3 separate regions of the Mus musculus genome follow, and regions 1 and 2 are each linked to region 3. A link is a contact called in public promoter capture Hi-C data. All regions are on one chromosome and are shown on one strand. The core of a region is the stretch at or near the end of the contact, and the rest is flanking DNA. Distances in the headings are between cores, read along the strand shown.

Evidence for each region. Promoter capture Hi-C pulls out the DNA fragments that hold promoters and counts their contacts.
Region 1: a promoter capture Hi-C map of hippocampal neurons shows a contact between it and region 3, with 2.0 times the contacts expected there. The contact joins the promoter of Dach2 here to the promoter of Klhl4 in region 3. A contact is called at or near these places in 4 of 39 promoter capture datasets (3T3-L1-derived adipocytes, cranial neural crest, hippocampal neurons and 1 more) and 1 of 115 datasets of contacts at active chromatin or transcription factors (stem cell-derived neural progenitor cells).
Region 2: a promoter capture Hi-C map of hippocampal neurons shows a contact between it and region 3, with 7 times the contacts expected there. The contact joins the promoter of Zfp711 here to the promoter of Klhl4 in region 3. A contact is called at or near these places in 2 of 39 promoter capture datasets (hippocampal neurons and maxillary cranial neural crest).

The regions. Positions count from the first base shown.
Region 1 is chrX:113,296,912-113,299,611 of GRCm38.p6, reverse strand. It overlaps Dach2 (dachshund family transcription factor 2), which reads right to left and starts at 1,356. Exons shown (of 13, transcript NM_033605.2): 1 at 677-1,356. The coding sequence starts at 1,185.
Region 2 is chrX:112,599,416-112,602,115 of GRCm38.p6, reverse strand. It overlaps Zfp711 (zinc finger protein 711), which reads right to left and starts at 1,386. Exons shown (of 9, transcript NM_001381899.1): 1 at 1,211-1,386.
Region 3 is chrX:114,473,003-114,475,702 of GRCm38.p6, reverse strand. Klhl4 (kelch-like 4) reads right to left here and starts at 1,370. Exons shown (of 11, transcript NM_001290477.1): 1 at 858-1,370. The coding sequence starts at 1,279.

The DNA.
Region 1 (2,700 bases), core at 107-2,606, 1.2 Mb after region 3:
TACTTTACCATGCACCAGGGAGCTTTGCGCAGCAGGCATGAGCATATGTCCTTGTAGGCACTTGTACAAGCATACACACACACACACACACACACACACACACACACACACACACACACCACCTTCACCACCACAGCACACACATCCCAAACACTCTCACAACAAACATACAGGATGGGGATCGAATCACCCTCTGGGATGGATTCTAGACTTCCGTTCCCTTGCACCCCCTAAATGCCTTTTTCTCGGTTGCCAGCTTAGGAGCCCAGGTTACAGCTCAGCCAGCCCCCATACCCAAGAAAGCCCTTGATGCCCGTGTTCAGAAGAAAAACTATCCGACCCGTATGGCCACAAAAGAGCAGGAAAGAAAAGCAAATAAAGAAAATAACTACCACAACAGCCAAAAAGCCATGCAAAATGTAGGCGAACGGCTGTAAAGTTTCAGTGGATGATTGCTACTGAAGTTTGTGCGGGACTTTTTCAAATTGAAGCCCTACCACTGAAAGCAGCCTAGAAAGGACTGGCAATTAATTTATGAGCCCTCCTAGTTCTCTCAACCCCGCCGATTACAATGCAAAGAAGCAGAACTCAACCTCTACAGACCAAGTTGGATGAGACATGCAGAAGAGGGCTAAGGGGTAAAGAGAGAAAGGCAAGCAAGCAATGAGTGTCTCACCTGGCGTTGGTGCAATCGGTGAACAAAGTTTCAAAGTCTTTCCTGGTGATGAGCTTGCAACGATTCACCCCTGGCTGGATGGCCCCCAGCCCACGGAGGATTCGAACTTGCTCTACAGTGCACACCACCGGAGATATGTCGAGTCTCTTCAGCTTAGTGTACACTGTGTGCAACCCTCCCACCAGGTGCTTGAGGAAAAGGTCAAAGACTTGCGGCAGGCAGATCAGTTCCTGGCCATCCATCAGGAATGAAGCTACCTTCACCCCGTGCATGTCGACCATCCGGCACTCGTTTGTGTTGGTGTTGCTGCTGCCACCGCTGCCACCACCAATCCCGCCACCCAAGACACTGCCGTTATGGTTATTGGCCATGAAACTGTTGATCATGTTAGGGGTTAGGCGAGGGGGCTCTCCTGGAGACGAATACAGGGGTTCAGCCCGGAATAAACCCCCCGGGACGCCGGCGCTGCTGGAAGTTGCAGAGATCACCGGAGGTGCAGAGACAGCCATGGTCACTCTGTCTTGAGCCTAGCTCTTAGAGCCCTAGCTTTCTCTCCCTGACTCCTTTAGGTCCCCTTGCGCTCACTCGCTGACTCTCTCTCTCTCTCTTTCAGGCACGTTCTGACTCTCTGAACTGTTCTCAAGTCTGAAGCGCGCTGGCTCCGGCTCCAGCTCATCCACCACCCTACACACTGTGAGCAGCCTCGACCCGCGGCGGCCCAAGAGCCCACCCTCACCACACCCCCTCCCGAGACTGGCAGCGCCCCCCAGCCAATGGGCCCCACCCCCTCAGCGCCCGAGCCCGCAGAATGGCTGCCGCCAGCTAGGGGTGGAGACTCCCTAGCCAGCCTCTGCCTACCTGAAGCCGTGTGGGACTTTCGGTGAATGGAGGTGGAACACAAGAAGGGAGAAGGGGGCGGTGTGCAGCCTTGCTCACTGCCTGGAGATCAGAGCAGAGAGTCCAATTGTCAGGTCTCTGAGGGGGACCATGCTTCCAGCCTGTCTTCTCCTAAGTGGAGGATTAGAAGGGTCACAAACGGGACTCACAAGTGTGTTTCATTCACCACACACCCAGAGCCATCTCGCATGAAAGTGACTTAGCTCTAATTCAACTTGCACATTTCCCCTAAACTCAGCGGAAAGAAAAGGTGGCTTCTCCCAGTATCCTGGAGAAAGAGTCCAGAGAGTTCACAAGTGAACAACTCGGCCTTTCTCTTACCCACTTAGATCACTGGCTGTAATATCTTCCTTATCCAGCGTCCACAGGACCGCTCCCCAGAATTCTTGCATTCATATCAGAGTTGCTGGTTGAGATCCTGTTACTGCTCAAGGAGGTTTAGGAAGCGCGGTGGGAAGCCTCTGTAACAGATGGGTGGATTGTTTTACAACACTTCCGCCACTCTCTGAAACAGACTAGGGTTGTGTGTGTGTGCGCGCGCGCGCGCGCGCGTGCGCGCGTGTGCGTGTGTGTGTGTCTGTGTGTGTGTGTGTGCATGTGCACGAAAGTGCACCATACCTTACTTAGCCTTGCCCTAACATTACCAAAAGGTTTAAAACAGTATATAATTTATAAGGATAGGGTTTAACACTCTGAACTTGTATATTTTTCTCCCTCACAAAGGTCTCCTAAACCAGTGAATGGCCCAGGCATTCCAAAGGCTTTATTTATATCTTAAATGGTTCCTCATGATTCTTCTTCCCCTACCTACCAAACCTCCCACACTTAGTACATAATACACATTGAAGGAAATATCTGAATAGGGTACCTGCCTGAAGAAAAGCATAGTCATTTCCATACAACATATCATATTTAAGTCACCTTAGCCAAGTTGTTTTAAATTCTTTGTCAAGGTTTTAATGAGCTGCAAGGTATTTCCTTTACTATCTTCTAGAGGAGCTGGTAGTTATACAGTGCATTAAATTCAGGTTACATTTATTTACAAAAGCTACCACCCTCATAGCTACATAACTTCTCTGATATTCTTCCAGAGCATAAATACTTTTAGAAACATGCTGAGCAGGGCA
Region 2 (2,700 bases), core at 137-2,636, 1.9 Mb after region 3:
TATCGAACCGGGATAAACCAAGCAAGTACACTTCAAGTAAACACCCTTCTATCAATGCACGGGAAGCAGAAAACACAAAAATCAAATTCTACTCTCCCATGTCTCTTCGAAACAGCTCGCTGGGGAGCTAGCTTCTCCGTGCTGTCAACGGGGCGAGGGATAGAAGAGAAATGATGCTAAGGCTGCTGGGCAAGAGAATGGGAAAGTAGTATTTGCGGAGATAGACAAAGGAGCCCTGGCAAGTAGCAATATTGCAGCTTTGGACGCTGCACTCTTCCCGCAGAAGTCTCCCTTTCCCAAGACCGTGCCAAGTTTCAATCATTTCCAGCAGAACGCACACACGTGCCCTCTCCGCTGTCGCCCAGCAGACTGATGTTCCAGCGAACAAGAACAAGAGAGCCGGCGAGCCGGCGAGCGTTCTCAGCGGAGCGCCGAGACCCAGCCTAGGAGGCGTCCCCCGCGGCGCCCACCCCGCTCACCCGCGGCGCAGCGGTCACCGGCGCTGCCCCCGCCCCACGGCGCCCGGCCGACCGGCTCACCGCCCCTCGCTCCGGCGGCCCCGCCGTACGTGGGAGCCGGCCACCAGGCAAAATGGTGGTGATGGGGCTGAGGCGACGGTGGCCGCACACGGCACCCCCCAACACACACACAGCCCGGCTCTGACGGCACCGGAGCCCCGCTCCCGTCCTCTGCCCGGCCCCGGGGCCACTTGAGCGGCAGAGCCTGCTAGCCCTCGGGCGTGCCGCCGAAGGCTCCGTCAACCGCCGCCCCGCCGCGCGCGAGCGGCTGCAACGACGTGGGGCGCGGGCGAGAGGAACATGGAGGGGGTGGGGGCTGGGGGGTCGCCGAGAGAAAATGCCAAGGGGACGCCGCACTCTCCACCGTTTTGTTTTCCGCCATTTTCCTGTCACCCTAAACCACCGACGGCCACAACGACGGCTCTGGCTTCCCCGGGGGGGCTCCGAGCGAAGGGAGCAGAGGGCTGACTGAGGAGGGGGACCCTCACTTGCCAACCTTTCCCTGGCCTCCGCCGGCGGAGGAGGAGGAAGCCAGGGCTCCGGAGGCAGAGGTGAAGCTCGGGGACTAGACGCCACTTCCATTGTTCCCTTCGCCCTCCCCGAGACGCTGGGTGGGAGCCTCTCCCCTCCCAGAAACACGCTGAGCCTGGCAGAGCCGCGGCTTCCGAGTTGCTGCTCAGGAGTCCCCTTACCTGTCACCGCCTCCGCGGGGCTGCAACCGCCACCGCCTTCCCCGCCGCCAGGCAGTCGGAGGCCGCGCTCTCAACTGCCGCGGGGGGCGGCAGCCGTGGACCTGGAAGGTCCTGGCGTTCGTTCGGGATTCCGAGGTTCCGCAGCCCGAGCCAATCACGAGCTACTCTGCGTCTGCGAGGCGCGCCGCCTCGTCCCGCTTTATAGCGCTCCTACATGCTGAGGTTGCATTACGTCACGCTACCCTTGCTGCAGGGTAGGGGGCCAAAGGGGGAGCGCGCGCACGCGCGCGCCACGCCGACCGTGGAGCCCGCGCTGGGTTCGTGCTAGGAGACCCCGCGGACTCGCAGCCAAGGCTGCGCCGCCGGTGGAGTCCGAGTGCGCAAGCTCCGATCTTGGGACGTCCCTGAGGAGTTTCCGTGGGAAGATTTTGGTTTCCAGGTTTCCCAATTGGGATAAGGAGAAAGAGGGCAAAGCGCAATGACCACTCGCTGAACCTCTAATAGATATTAGATGTCATTTAAAACTCTCTCTCTCTTTCTCTCTCTCTCTCTCTCTCTCTCTCTCTCTCTCTCTCTCTCTCTCATACATATTACTTGGCATTTAAAACTCGCTCTGTGTGGGTCTCTGTGCACATCCCACCCTGGAGACCACGGAGGAATTTTCAGTCCACCGATATGATTTGCAGGTTCCCTCCATTCACCCCTTCATTACTTTTATAATGGAGATAATTTGACGAAGAAAGTTTTAAAACGCAGAATAAAAAGGTAGACAGGGGAACTAAATGAAATGAACACTAAATAATTCCAGAATATGACACTTTTAGCTTCTGTCTGCATAAAGTAAAAAGGTGAAAAATTTGGCGATATGCAAGAAAAAATGATGAACTGTGACAGAAAAGGAGGTATGAGCTAGGTTGTAATTTTAACTTGTCTTGTGTTCTGAGAATTAAGCCTTATTATATGATCACTCTATAGCACTATTTAAACAGGGATGAAGGAGGGGTAACTCATAATTGTTGAGTAAATAAATTTTAAAGATGGTTTTGTTCTAGATAATTGTGATCATTTCTCCGTTACCTAGAACTATATACCTCTAGAGAGTTTTTAGATATCTAGGAAGATATGACACTTTTAAGTAGTATCTGACCAGGGGGCTGGAGGAAGGGGAGGAGGAGGAAGAGGAGAGGAGGAGGAGGAAGAAGAGGAAGAAGCGGAAGAAGAAAATGGTATTTGTCCATGTCTAGATTTGACTTATGAACAATGATTTGCTCATCCGTTTAGCTGTCTTTACACTTCTTACACTTCTGTTTTCTTTCCTAGATGAAGAAAGGTTTTTTTTTATGAGTGTATACAATGGCTTATTTCTGTATTTAATACTTTGCCAAATACTGCTTAATGGTCTTTTCCTGTGACAATTCCAACTGAGTACTTAGAAGAAACTTGGAGAGAAAGTGTAGTTGTGTGTGTGTGTGTGTGTGTGTGTGTGAGAG
Region 3 (2,700 bases), core at 121-2,620:
TTTTTATATAGCACTTTTAAATTTTAATTTCAATCCACTTTTCAGGTATTTGACAATACTAGAGAACAGAATAAACATTTCTTCCTCTCAAAGCTTATTGATGAATGCAATTTAGAATGAAATCACGTCTTAAGAATCCTACCTCAAATTCAAATTTTGCTTTCTTAGCTTAATTTTGTAGCCTTAAAGTGCTTGACATTTCTTATTTTAAGAATCCACTGATGGGAGCAAATTCTTATTACTTGCCCAATGAACACTTTTGTTTACAAACTAGCTGTGAAAGTAATGGCGCTTGAAATGGCGCTCAAATGACAAGGAATATTATATATTCTCACTAAAAACAAAAAACAAAAAACAAAAAACAAAACCCAAAGAATTTCAAAACTATTACTATGTCCTAAGAAATAAGCAAGAATATGTTCAATAGTCAGAACATGTATTTCTATTTTTGTCAAAGTTAATCCTGTTCACGAAAATCAAAAAAGAGTTCTGATTGCATGTGCTTGACAAAACAACCACCACTGTTGGAATATCTAAGCTGTTGAAGGTACCTACAGAGGTTAGTAATTAAAAAAAAAAAAAAAAGCCTTCTCTTAAAACCCGAAAGAATTCTAAATGGATAGGGAATATGATAATAAGCAAACCTACTAGGAAAAATAGCTTCCCATTAATTATCAAAACATATTGTGATTACAATGTTCTTTCATAGACTTAGAAGCAAGATTTTCTTCAAGACCCTGATTGGCTACACACAAACTCAGATTATTCTGACACTTCCTATTTAGCATGAAATGAGAGTTTTACAGACTAAGTTAATCTAGGCTAAAGCTTTCACTTACGTAACCAAAAACTCTTACCCTGCTCTCATATCTTCTATATTGTCATCACCCATCATCTCCAAATCTCGTGAGCGCTTCTCACAAGCCTCTTTGAGCAAATTTCCTTCTGGAACGGCTTTAGGAGTGTCTTCATTTGCTTGAAGATGTACTATCACGTTTTGTTGGTGCCAATTCTGAAGGACTCTTTGATGGGTAGGGGCTGGTCCTGGTACTGGCGTCAGTATATCGTGGTGGACAGGACTATTGCTTTTCTTCAGTCCGTTTCTGTCCCGTGAGTGGTTCTTCAACCTGCCCTGCACCGGGGTCCCTCTATGCTCATATCCTTCCTGCTGAAGGCAGCTTCCAGTGTTCGGCGATCCTTGAGAAGGATGACTAAACCATCTCCAGCGCAGCCTCAGGATCTGTTTCACATCAAACTCTTTCTTGCCGGACACTGACATTGTTGCCTGAGAAAAGACAAAAGCCTTCTCTAACAGAAAGGAAATGGAGCCTTTGTTATCTCTTGTTTCTCTCTGCCTCTTGTGTAGAACTAACAAAAGCACAAGTGCTGAGAGAGCAAGCAGTTTTTTCTTGCTTTCTCTCCCCTCCCCCTCTGCCTGTGATACACTGTGAATACTTCCAGCCTAGCTGAAGCCAGAAAGCTGCCGCTAACAGTGTAGGTGGGAACCCATACTGACAGGATGATGAGGTCAGACCTTAAACAAGTAAATCAGCTTAGCACAGGAAAGCAGCTACCACAAACACACTCCAGCTGCTAGATTTGCAAACTCACAGCCCTTAAGCCTGAACTCTAAACATCTAACCATGGTTCTTTGATGCCAAAATGCATAGCTGTCACTTAAACCCAGGCATGTGAGTAAAAGCAAACTGTTTAAAGTCACTTCTACACCCTCTCTCCCGCCCTCCTCCCACTCTCATACTCACTCCTCTATAGCCCACTTCTAAAACTGTGCCAATTTGTCCCAGGAGAATTTGTCATGGTGAATTCGTTATGATCTATTTTGAGATTCTTCTTATGGAAAATTTGAATGTAGCTCATTAAGGAAAAGCATCGTATCCTCAGTCCCCTTATGGAGTTCTGCAGTTATTATATGCAAAGCTCTTCTGAAAATGTGACTGCCTCTATATAAACATTCTATTTGAAAATAGAGGCTATAAAAATCAGAAAATCGTGCTGATTAGCCATGACTACACCCTCATACTCCCCCCCACACACACACGTGCATGCACACACACACAGACACCCCCCCCACACACACACACACACTGTCTGGATAGTAACTAACTTGGGCTAACATATGGAAAGAGAAACAGTGCTTTTCTAAGTTATATCGAAAGAGATGTCCTCTATCATTGACAATAACTTGAAAATGAGCACATCATTCCAATCATTCTGGCCTCTTGCCTATATAAACACCTCTTTATCATATCTTGTACTTTCACAGTCTTAGTTCTTTGTTCAGAAGTCATTATAAAAGGATACAGCAGGACATGTTTTAAATTAACGCAAAATCACCACATTGCTAGTAGTATTCAAAATACTTTGGCATCTGGTTCAGAATGACTATTTCACACCAAGGCAAATATTTCTTTTTTTTTTTTAATTTTTTTATTAGGTATTTTCCTCGTTTACATTTTCAATGCTATCCCAAAGGTCCCCCATATCAACCCCACCCCCAATCCCCTACCCACTCACTCCCCCTTTTTGGCCCTGGTGTTCCCCTGTATTGGGGCATCTAAAGTTGGCAAGTCCATTGGGCCACTCTTTGCAGTGATGGCCGACTAGGCCATCTTTTGATGCATATGCAGCTAGAGACAAGAGTTCCGGGGTACTGGTTAGTTCATATTGTTGTTCCACCTA